Linked DNA regions of Anas platyrhynchos: region 2 is linked to region 1. Evidence: chromatin contacts called from public Hi-C data. All regions are on one chromosome and are shown on one strand. Each heading gives the region's core, a stretch centred on a gene start, on an enhancer-like site or on the middle of the called end of the contact. The rest is flanking DNA. Distances are from core to core; before and after follow the strand shown.

Region 1 (6,198 bases), core at 1,431-3,930:
AGAAAAATGCTTCCATCTCGTGAGCACCCAGACAACTCCTAGAGCATTTTTTCCATGATTAGACCTATTCCCCAATTACTGTCAAGCTGCCATTTTACGAGCATATTTCCTTTCTTAAAAGGAAACAAAAACCCAACCAATCAAAAAAAAAAACATTCACAGGAAAAATAAGGCATCTTTAAAAGAAGACTGATTTTAACTGAAGGTTCCCAAGGCATTTTACTCTCCCTGAGGCATTGCAACAAGTTTCTGCGGGGTATTAACTCGCTCTAAACAGAGCTAGTAGAAGACTGATCAGAACATTTTGGTCAGGACACAAGAGGCAACTCTCCTTGACAGAAGTTAATTAAAAAAAAAATAATAATAACCAGTCGAGAGCGACAGAACAACCTTTTCCCTTAGGTACCGTCATGTTCACAGGTGTTTTCCAAGGAACCAACTACTCGCTTGCAGGCTTTTTGTTGTAAATGAGGAAGTCCGAAATGTCATGCCATACGTTACTGTCGTCATACAGATAGGTCATGGAGGCCTGCAGGGAGGGCTGCAGCGTCTGTCGGTGGTACTCAAAGAGCCAGAGAACTGTTCCCCACACCAGAGCAGCAACGAGTGGAAAGGGATCCTGCTTGGGCTGCGGGACATAGCCCTTCTCCACCGCCAGCCGAGACAAGCCAAACAGGATACGAGACAGCAGGTACATAACGATCTGCATAAAAATAAAACCCAGAGAACATCAGGAAGAGAACCTAGCCAGTAAACCTGGTCAGAGGAAGTGATTTAGAAGGGATAAGCTGTGCAAGAGGGGCAGGAACAGTTTACCCAACGTTAACGGCAAACGGACTGTAGGTTCACATATCAAAAAATCTTAAATTGGAGATGTTTGTGTCTTCCTTATGACCTCAAAGCCTTGCTTCCCTGCAGGTGCTCTCATTTAGTAAGCAGTAAATCACACCTGATGCAACAGATCTTTGCACAGTTGCAGCTCAGTTGCACAACCTTCATCTTTGCTAAGTTAACACTACCCCAGATGCTGCTGCCAATAGCCACAGAGCAGCCCTGTCACCCTGCCAAGCAGATACAGACAGGCTCAGTAGCGTGGACACATCCTAAAACCAGACCGAAGGTGCTGTCTTGCAGGGGATTGCACAAGTAGAACACTTCTGATTAATCTGTGTCTGTGTTTTTCCGACCCAAACTGAAGTCAGTAACAACCAGCTCTGGATCAGACTCCCCCTGAGCACCTTTTGTCAGTTTAAGCAGTTCAGTTAAGCGTAGCTCTGTAATCAATCGTTCTCTACAAATGACAAAGCTCAAGCTCGTGGGTTTAACTCTACAAGCAGGCAGGCCAGGAGCTCAGAGGCAGGCGGTTACCACAGCTCAGAGAACGTGTGGGGGAACCAGGTGGCTTTGGGCTGCGAACCTGCTGTCCTAGATGCAACTCTGGAGGCCAAGCAGAGCTGTTAGCTCTCAAACTGCACTCTCTGTCCCGGAGGCACACAGCCACCTCTCCTACTGCTTGAGCGCGGAGCAGTCAAAAAGAGAACTTGTGCAAAGAGCAATACTGTGAACGGGTCCTGCTGCACAGCAAGAACCACCAGCACGATGCCGCGCTACTCCGGCCAGTTCCCGGCACACAACCACCCACCCGCTGGTCTTTTTGTCAACCCAACGTCCACCAAAGACATTTACCTGGCTGTTGACAGGATTGTTCTCACCAAACACTAACCAACCCCCAATGCAGGCTGCCAAGAAAGAATGAAATGGGATTTTTTTCCCCTGTAGCCAGGACTGCAACGCCATCAGCCCCTTGTAGGTGAACACAAAATACGCCAAGTTCCGGGAATGGGTGTACGTAGCCTGAGCGATCGACTTCAGTTTCTCTCTTAAACTGGACAAAAGAAACAGACAATTAGGAGAGCGAACAGGCAGCACCACCAAAAACCAGCCCGGACCTTACCCACCTCCACCCTCAGCTCTGGTACCCCACGGACACCTCCTGCTCTGTGAGGGGGGCACCCCGGGGTGTGGGGCACCCATCGGGGGTCCATCAACGCTCTGCTCACACTGTGCTTTTGCCGAATTCTGCCAAGGCCCAACCCCCAGACAAGTGGCTGCCCTGCACACTGCATACACTTGTGTATCTCCATACACGTTATCCTGCTGGTTATTACAGCAGTGGGCTCACGGATCCTCCTGCTCTTAAACCCGGGCCTTAGGGGAACAGGGCCGGAGTGATGCGGGCCGGTACCTGCCGCTCCTGAACAGGAAAGTCATCACCAGGGCGTGGGGGGCGCGGATTTTTGCCCCGTAGCTGTGAAAACGAAGAGATACGGTGAGGTTTGGGGGGACACCGCCAGGGGAGCACCCCAGGAGCCGGACCAGCCCCCCCGGCACCCAGCAGACGCCCCCCCAGGGAGCGCGGTGCCCCCACCGGCCGCCCCCCCCCCGTCCCCATCGCGTCCCCATCGCGTCCCCATGTCCCCGTCCCACTCACACGGCTCCATTTCGGAAGCCCTTGATGGCGGCGAGCGCGGCGCGGTGGCGGCGCTGCCTGAGGAGGGCGTTGAGGGCGCGGAGCAGGGCCCGCAGCGGGACGCGGGGCGCGGGGCCCGGCGCTGCCCCCCCGCCCGCCATGGCGCCCGCCGCTCCCCGGCCCCTCAGGCTGCGGGACGGGGCCGCCCCCTGGCGGCGGGCGGGCGGGTGGGGGCCGCCCCCTCCCCGCTCCCCTCCCCTCGCTCCGTGCCCGCCCCGGCTCCAAGATGGCGCAGGCGATCTTCGAGGCGCTGGAAGGTAACGGGCGGCCCCGCTGCGCCCCCACCGCCGCCCCCAGCCCAGCCCCGGCTCGGTTCTGCCCGCCCCAAACCCGCATCCACCCCCCCCGCGGCTCCCCGCTGCCCTCCCCGCCCGGGGACCCCCTCCTCCTGCCGGCCCCGTGTCCCCCCCGCTGCACCGGGTCCCCCCCTCCACGCTCCTGCTGCCCCCACCCGGCTCTGCCTGGGATCCCTGGGGGTCCCTGGGGGTCCCTGTCCCCGTGTCCCTCAGCCTTAGGGCCCCATCGCCCCCCTGGGGTGGTGCTGTGGCACCCCTGTCACCCTGTCACCCCCATCCCTGCACACTGCTGCACCCACCCGTGGGACGTTTCCCATCCCCGTGACCTTGCCTTTAGGGGCTCCCCATCACCTCACAGCCCCCCACACATGGGGGCACCCCGTCACCCCGTCACCCCGTCACCCCGTCACCCCATTCCCAGCCCCCGGGGTGCCCCTCGCTCCCTGTCCCTGTGCCAGGCAACGCTCGGGCACGGCCACCGACCCAGCTTTGGGGTGTCCCCTGTACCCCACAGCAGGGCTTGAGCCGTGCCCCCCGCCTGCCCCTGGGCTGCTTCTCACCCCTGGGTGTTTGTGCGTGGCCCTGTGGGGCGTGTGGGGGCTCCGTGGCACGGCCAGCGCCTGGCTGTGTGGGGTTGTGCCTGGGGTCAGCCCGTTTAGAGGCGAGCTCTGTCCCAAAGCGTGGATCCCCGGAGTGGATTTTCCCATACGTGAGGGGACCCCGCTGGCTGGCAGGCCTTGCAGCAGCACCACCGCCCCGCTTTAGGAGCAGCACCTGCGATCGCAGCAGCGGGGAGACGAGCAAGGAGCAATGCTTCGCCCCGTTGGGTCTCCTGGGGTGTGTGACAGCACCGCGTGTGCCCCGGTCCCTCTCTGCTGGCCGGGTTTCATCGCCAAATTCAGGAGGGCAAAACATCTCAGTGGAGTGGTTTTTGTTTTGTTTTCCAAGCCCACAGTGACTGGAGCTCTCGGTGTCTGTTGTGCGCTGTCAGACTCCAGGTCGGTGACTCGGCATCTGTGCGCTCGTGTCAGTCCTCCTGGATCCCGTCAAACCCACAGCCTTGGGTTTTTAGCCTGGCAGCCCTCAGATCCTCGTGTTTTGGGCAGGTTGTAGGGAAGGCTTGCTGCTGCTGGGAAGGCAGAAGTGGATTTTTAAAGGTCTCACGGCTCCAAAGGACATCCCGCAGGCGGCTGCTGGCTGTGCTCGGTGCAGATCTGCTCCGCAGCTGCCTCACGGAGCCCGGGGATGGCATCGGTCCGGCCCGGAGCCTGCTTGGTTCCTGAACCTGGGATGTAGGGTTTCTGCCCCGTGTTACGGGTGTCAGCCTGCGTTTAACTCGAGAAACGGGGGGGACTCCCTGCGTGTCTGTGCAAAAGAGAGACGGACGAGGAGCAATTGTTCGGGTTGTCCTGGTCGCATGCGGTGCTGCCCCAGCGCTGCCTGTCTGTAGGTTTGGGTTTCTCCTTAATCCCCTTCCTGCAAGCCGGACCGAGGCCATCACGCGGATTTTTCGCTCTGAAGAGCCAGAAAGAAACCCAGGCGCGAAGTGCTGGGCATAGTGAGCGTGGTGGTCTTGGTGCAAGCCAGATGAGAGTAGTTCACCATTTCCACTCTTATCTTTATGCACTGACACTGAGCGTTTGATCCCCGTTTTTGTGCTGTGTCCCGTTAGCTTGCTTCCCCCGCAGACGCGCTCCGCTTCCCTCTGGTTTGGATGTGCCAAGCACAGCCCGCAGTGCCGCCTTTGCAGTTGCCCAGGAGATGCTGTGCAGAGCAGGAGGTGGGTTTTAACGCCAGCCTGCCAGGATCCAGCGGCGTGGTGCTGGCGGAGCTGGCCTGCGGGAGGGACATGGCTCTCCGTGCCAGCAAGGGGTGCAGAACGGGCCCTGCAGCTGCGCTGTGCCTCCGTCAGCGATGTCCAAGGGCTCCCGTCGGTGTGGGGGTAATTTTACAGGAGGGTGTAAGGCGGCATCATCTGCTCGTGCCTCTGCTCCCCGGCATAATGGTGCTGTCCTGCCAAGGAGGTGTTTGTGACCTCTCCTTGGTGAAAGATGATGGATGGAGAAGGCACTCGTGGAGTCCCGCTGTTAATCGCTTCGTGCCTGAGGTGCAGGAGAAACGAGTTTTTAGAGTGTCCTTAAAATGCTGCGGGTCCTGCATGTGCTTCCCACTGGGGAGGTGACATCCTTGCTGTCCAGGAGCAATGCTAAAATAGCAAGAGGAAACCGTAATGGTGAAATGAGGCTGATGCTTCTGCTGCGCCGTGCCATTATTTGGGACTCCGTTGGGTGTTTTATTTCCCTTCCTGGTGCTGTTGGCCAGGGGACCTCTCGTTGGGTACCACGCTCACCGGCACGGTTTGAAAATGAGCACACGGACACACTTGCTGTTCACTGCAGCGTGTAATCCTGAGGTCAGAGTTACTCAGAGCTTTACAGGTTTCTTTTTTTTTTTCTCCAGATCTGCAAAGATCTTGATGAAAAGTAAAAAGCAATCAATGAACTCTCCCCTCCCGCTTTGCCCCTTAATCTCCACGTGTGGCCTTGGCGTGCCATTTATTGTATTCACGGGTTTCTTGTGGTAAGGGAATTGGTAGAGAGGAGTGGTGCATTAAAAATCACCCCTTTTAGCTATTTTTTTCATGATCAGATTGTTCTCTGATTCTTCCCCTGTGATTTCTAAAGAGAGAAGGGGTGCACGGGCTGTGATGCGCCGGCCACGTGCTGCTGGCCGGCTGTGTCCCGAGGCGAGCCGGCCCCACTCCGGTGTTCATCTAGAGTGTTTTACAACATGTTAGCTGTGGTGACAAATATTGGTGCCAAAGCAAGTGAGCTCATCCTGACAACAAATCTGCCTGGGTGTGCGTGCGCTCAGGGAGTCCCGGGGGAGCTGGAAGTGACAGAGCCACCGGCAGCTCTGAGGGAGAGGCACCCGCGGAGGCTCCGCGCTGGGGGCAGCGGGAGCTGTGGTCCTGCCTGCCTGTAAGTGGCTGAGCCAGGTCTGCTCAGAGCATCTCTCCAAGGAGCCCGTGCTTGATCTGTTCTTTTTAATGCTGTCTCTGAATCCTCCTGTAGCTCATAGCCCTGTGTCTGATGGGATCCAGGAGCGCTGACCCTGAGCACAGGGAGGTGTTTCTCCTGCACCGCACAGGAGCTCAGGTGCGGGCTGAATCCAGGTGGCTGCACCCCAGGCATTTCATCGTTAGCGAGCTTGGTGGCTTGCTTCTGCTGTGTCCCACCGTGTTCCCAGAGAGCCCCTACATGGGCTGCATGGCCCGTGACATCCCAAATATCCGCCTCTGAGCTCTTTTCATACCTGCTGTCTGCAAGCATCCTTCCTCACTGCAACCCGTGCCTGAAATGAAGCTCTCTC
Region 2 (5,659 bases), core at 1,127-3,626, 42 kb before region 1:
TGGCATCGCCCCGAGGCTCGGGCAGGCTGCTGAGGCTGCTGTTCCCTTCCAGAAGAAGCCGTGAACGAGGTGAAGCGCCAGGCCATGTCGGAGGTGCAGAAGGCTGTGGCGGAGGCCGAGCAGAAGGCCTTCGAGATGATCGCCTCCGAGAGGGCGCGCATGGAGCAGACCATTGCGGACGCCAAGCGCCAGGCTACTGAGGACGCTTTCCTTGTGATCAACGAACAGGAGGAGTCTACGGAGGTACGGTGCCAGGGCTGGCCCAGCTGCGGGGACGTCCCCAGCGGGGAGTTTCAGGGACTCACCAAGGCCCTGGGTCCTGCCCAGGGGTGGCCTGGAGCCTGCAGGTCCCCCATCCCTTTTCCCTTTTAGAAGCCTCTCTCTGGTCAGTAACTAAAAGGATGCATTGATACTGTAAAAAAAAAAAAAAAAGAAAACTTGAGGTTGTATTTTATTGGCAGAGGAATCAGCCTAAACTGATTCCCCTCTGGAAGAGCCCTCGGGTGCAGTGTGGTTGTGTGAGGGCCCAGCTGGGCACCGTCAGCTGGACACGGGGCAGCCACCAGGGATTTCTGTGCATTTGGAGAGCAAAGAGAAAAGGGTGCTGGTGGGTACGGCTTTAAAACAGTGCAGGGTAGAAACTGGGTCCCACGAGAGGTCAGAATTACTCATTTCTTGATGGTCTGTAATCACACCCTGCCTTGGTGCTGACCAGCGCGGTGGGTACGTGCTGCCTTGGACCTTGTCAGTTTGTGAGCTCACAAAACACGTGCCCAGGCAGCATGAGTTAGCTGCTCTCCAGAAACAGGCCCTGCAGTGCTCTTGCTCCTCTGATCCCATGAGATCAGAGAGAAACCTGTGTGTGGGACGGCTGTCCCTGCCCTGCAGAGGGCTGGTGACACCTAACAAGGTTTTTGCATCTCAGGAAAGAAGGGAGGGCTCCTGGTTTGTCATAGCCAGCGACACCTGCTGAGTGGGTGTCTCAGGGAATTCCTTTCCACCCCTCAGTCATTAATTATCACTCTCGCTGTCCTTTAACTGGAAACACATTTCATTAAGTTTTGGAGATCTCAGCTGCACTGAGCACAAATTGCTCGGTTAATTCCTGCGCTGCGATGTCATGGCCACTTGTGGCTGCCTTACTGCTTTCATTTCTCTGCACAAATGCTTTGGGCTTTGTTTCTGCTGACCAAAAATCTGATGGGAGTGAGGGCTTCGTGTCGCTTCAGGCCACGTGGGCAGTGAGTCTGGATCCCTTCTCCTGCGGGGCCTGGGACGCTCTGGGCACCCCATGCAGCAGGAGCCATGTAAGCATCAGGTGTTATTGCAGCAGTGGGCATGCTGTGAGACTTCCCCTGAAATCACTGCAGGACAGATGCGGCAGTCAGTAAACACATGAGGGGAGTGGGTGGAACTGCTGGGGAAGGAATGAGATAAGCAATGAGCTTTCTGTAGGGGAATACCAGGGGAGCGTCCTCCTGTCTGTGCGTCCCCCTCGCGGTGCTGCTGCACAGGGGGTGGGAGCAGTGCAGGACCTTGGGAGTCGAGTGAGCACCCCGTGAACCCCACACCCCTGGCCTGTTTCCCTAAGGGCCCTGCTCACAGGCTGGCGTGTTCTGGCATGCCGGGGAACCTTGGGAATATGTCTGAAGCTGCTGCTCCAAGTGCAAACAGCCGCACAGCGCTGGCCCAGCTCTCCCAGTTACTGTAGGCTCCTGTGGGGCCTCTCTTGGTTGCGAGTCCTGCTTCTCCCAGCAGCTGCTCGCTCCCGACCAGCTCGCTTGGGCTCTTCGGCAGCCCCAAAGTCGCCGTGGGCACAGACTCCGCGCTGGTGGGCGCGTGGGGCCCGGCAGCCTTCCGCTCGCCTTCGTGGCAGCAGTGGCCATGAAATGTGCCCCGCGGAGAGAGGCCCGGGGCTCTGGCAGGGGCTGCTCTTTCACAGCTGAAGCTGCCCTCCCAGTAGGCGTTTGCTAATGCAGGGGTCCAGCTGCAGGGAAGCAAATCCTCCCGCTCCCCTCTCCGGAGCAGCTGCGGCCGCAGCTCCCGGCGCTGGCCCCCTGCCCCCGTGCTCGCGCCGCGCGGGCGGTGAGCCCACCAGCTGACGCCTCGCCCGCCGGCCAGAGGGGCTCTGCTCCTCGTCCAGACTGAAGGCTGCGCGCTGGCAGCGCTTCCACCTGGCTGGGAGGCTTTCAAATGGGCTTTTTCTTTTCCAAATTAGCCGGCTCTGACCTCTTGTGCAGCTAGGCAGGGTGCAGAGCAAATGGTGCCTGTGCAGCGCTGTAATCCCCGCGGAGAGCGCTTGGCTGGGAGCGGTACCAAAATAGAGCTGCTTAAAACAGGAAATAAAAAGACCAAATAGCAGCATCTGTGGTGTGTTTTTCAGTCCTTGCCTGCTGTTTCCTGTGTGCGTTTGGGTGGATCTAGGGGAGAGGATGTGTGCAGCGCAGTCTGGCAGGCTTTTGTAGGGCAGAGGAGTAGGGGTTAGTACCCTTGGCAAAGAGCTGTGAAATAGCAGGAATAAATGGATTGCTCATCTTAACATTACTAAATCTGGGCCAGAGGGGGATGAACGTCCCCTCCAGAGCTGTCGAGTCAGCACTGTCCTACAGCTCTGGCAACGAAACGCGTTCTGAAGTGTGGTGTCTTGGGTCCTTTCAGAGCTGTTGGAACTGCGGCCGCAAGGCCAGCGAGACCTGCAGTGGCTGCAACATCGCCCGGTACTGCGGCTCCTTCTGCCAGCACAAGGACTGGGAGAGGCACCACCGGATCTGCGGCCAAAGCCTGCACAGCCAGAGCAAGCCGCTGGCTCTGCCCGCGGGGCGCTCCACAGCCACCAAGGCCATCGACGGCGTGTCCAGCCCGGCCCTCGAGAAGACTTCGGCAGCCACGTCTCGATCCTCCACTCCAGCGTCTGTGACAGCAATAGAAACGAACGGACTCTAAAAGGGAAGTTTGGGGTCAGTCCATTTGATTAGTTTTCCCGATTTATTTGTTTTTTAAGTTGGAAAAAAAAAACCACACCGCAGAAACTTCTGTCACTTGGCACAATTGACAAATCCACGCCGCCTCCTCCGGAGCACCGGCACTTGGGCTTTGCCATCTCATTCGGCCTTTTTTAGGGCTCATAAAGGACTTGGGACGGCCTCGCTCAAGGTGCCTCCGTGCTGCTCTCTCCGAAGGGCCGCACCAGAGCATCGTGTGGGACCCGGGGGGTCTGGGCACTCGCTCAGGGGAACCCGGCCCCCACGGAGCGCCGGCAGGAAATGTGGAGCGAGCGGTGCCCAGCCAAGCAGCCCTGTTCTCAAGGGTCAAACGCGCTCAGGCTCTTCTCCTGAGGTGTCTGAACTGCCCCCTCATTCAGCTACCTTTTTTCCATAATACGCATCTTTTCTTTTTTAATCTTGCTCCCAGACAAAGGTTTCTCAGTTAGCCGTGCTGGCTCTTTGTTGCTTTGAACAGACCAGAGCCGATTTTCCAGCAAGAGCATCTCATTCTCTAGTGCAATGACAAATACGTAGCTGCTTGGGGAGAACTGAGCTGCTCTGCTCCTGCCTGCGGCGGGTGGCGGCTCCAGGCTGCGGAGGCTGAGGAGAGGACACGTCTGCTGAGGACAGCTCTAAACCAAATGTCAGTACCAGGGAAGTACAGCTGGTCACTGCTGGAGGGCCTGTTTTTAATCCCTCGCTGTAACTGGACAGGCAGTTGCGTGATACTCGGGGTTGGACCTTTGCTGAGTGCAAATGTGCAGACCAAATCTGGATTCCTTGTGGGCAGTTATTGCGCTTTCCACCTGGCTACCATTATTTTGCTGTGCAGAAAGCATTTCTTCTTTGCATGGAAGTTGTTGGTTGGAGAGTTACCGGTGGTGTTTTCAACCACAAAGATCCCAGCGTGATTGCAGTGGATTATTTATAGCCCGTTCTCTCCCCGCGCGTTGGCCACACTGATGCAGGGCTCGGCACCCTGTGCCGGCTCTCACCCACCCCGGGGATCCCTGGCCCCGCTGGAGGTGCGTGGGGATGCGCGGCCCTCCCGGGGGCCCCGTGCAGCTTCCCCCACCTTGTCGGCACCCTGAGCCCAACCCAAAGCTGCGGGGACCCAGCGCCCGCCCCAGGAGGGAGCAGAGCCCCTGCGTCAGCACGTGGGGAGGGCTCGGGGGCAGCCTGCGGAGCTCTGACCCGCCAACAGCTACTGCAGGGCTCGGCTCCGGCGCAGCCTCGGAGCTCTCCCCTCAGAGGCTGTCGGCGGCGGATGGGAGGCACCGGAGCGTGCCCTCGGGGACGCACACTGATCCCACATGCTGTGCGCAAATGGGATCCAGGAAACCATCTATTCAGCAAAGCTGTGTTTCCGTGACTGCTTTTGTATGATTGCTGGGTTGGAGCCCAATGAGGCAAGTAATTCCCAAATTATTTTTGATCACTTTTTCAATTGGAGGTGAATAATAGAGATGTAATGAATAGTCACCGAGTGTGCCGTGGTGTGGCTGCCTGCTGGCTGGCAGGGGTGTGCCCAGGGATAATCGAGTTACCCAGCGAACCAGCTTCATCCCTCGGGGAACGTTGTTCTGGAAGCTGCTGTCGGGGGATAGAGCGGGTGAGTCCCGCATCGGCGAGGTTTCAGTTTGAAAAAAAAGCCACGAAGTCTCCTGGTTTCCACGAAAGCTCTCAAGTGGCAGCTGGGACTGTCCCGTGTCCGCAGCACAACGCATGAGAACTTGGAGCTGCCTCAGGTACCAACACGGGGCTGCGGCGTCCCGGCAGGTCCCTGCGGCCCTGAGCGCACACGAGGGGCCGGGGGGGGGCCAAGCACTGCCAGAGCGGCTGAGAAAGGAATGAGCGCGGTGCCGTGCTGAAAATGGCTTGTAAATAGATTGTCTTCCATAATTCTCATGCAACTTTGGCTGTGTATTAAAATTAACCCCAGTGTAAATGAATGAAGTACTAACGGTCATGATTAGAACGATTGCTTTTTAAAAAAAAAATAAATTGTAACGATAAATGTGAAATTCAGACCTGGGAAGAAGACTTGGTGGGGTGAGTTTTCTATTTTTTTTTTTGACATTTAATTCTGTAATAGGAATTTGTTACTTCATTCCTGTGCATAACTTATTTAATGTACTGTATAAAGGAACCCAAACTGTTACAGATGTATTTAGTTTGTTCTACTCAAAAGTAGTCAATAAAAAGACTATATTCATCGTACAGCTCCTCGGGCCTCTTTCCTTGAAGGACCGATGCTTTGTGGCAGGGCCCGGGCAGCTGCCGGGGGTTCTGCGGGGGCGCAGGCAGAGCTGGACGTCAGTCAGGTACCGGGGAACTTTGGGTCTCTTTCCCTTCGCATTGAAGCGTGTTCTTTTTTTTAAGCACGTTGTTGATTTGGGGCACAGAGGAGCCTGCAGCGTGCTGGGGGGGAGCTTGCAGTGCCAACCCCTTGCTGCAGGCTCGCCAGCACCTGGGGGGCAGTGGGGGGACCCCAAAGCCTGGCTTCTCAGGGTGCAGGGGGCTCAGAGAAGCAGCAGGAAGCATCCCAGCAGTGCCCTCACCCTCCTGAAATAAATGCAGGACTCAGGGACAAGGCACAGCACTGCCCATGGCTGGGGGTGTCCTGGCAGCTGGGGGGCCCTGGAGCTTGGGTGGAACTTCCCAGGCCAGGAACC

Evidence for each region. A called contact is a pair of places that touch in the nucleus more often than the background predicts.
Region 2: a Hi-C map of liver shows a contact between it and region 1, with 2.6 times the contacts expected there. The contact joins the enhancer-like site here to the promoter of PXMP4 in region 1. A contact is called at or near these places in 2 of 8 Hi-C or Micro-C datasets (liver and skeletal muscle).

Annotation. Positions count from the first base shown.
Region 1 is chr21:5,529,870-5,536,067 of IASCAAS_PekinDuck_T2T, reverse strand. It overlaps PXMP4 (peroxisomal membrane protein 4), which reads right to left and starts at 2,680. Exons shown (of 4, transcript XM_027472954.3): 1 at 2,492-2,680; 2 at 2,246-2,308; 3 at 1,687-1,885; 4 at 1-703. The coding sequence starts at 2,631. The coding sequence ends at 440. ZNF341 (zinc finger protein 341) reads left to right here and starts at 2,675. Exons shown (of 15, transcript XM_027472953.3): 1 at 2,675-2,787. The coding sequence starts at 2,757.
Region 2 is chr21:5,572,403-5,578,061 of IASCAAS_PekinDuck_T2T, reverse strand. It overlaps CBFA2T2 (CBFA2/RUNX1 partner transcriptional co-repressor 2), which reads left to right. Exons shown (of 11, transcript XM_072026271.1): 10 at 56-243; 11 at 2,659-5,204. The coding sequence ends at 2,943. It overlaps NECAB3 (N-terminal EF-hand calcium binding protein 3), which reads right to left. Exons shown (of 13, transcript XM_027472913.3): 13 at 4,978-5,659. Among named protein-coding and RNA genes, the nearest start is that of NECAB3, 26 kb to the right of the region's middle. Within about 2 kb of position 2,376, at least 2 of the 8 cell types and tissues checked have an H3K27ac peak or open chromatin away from gene starts, as enhancers often do.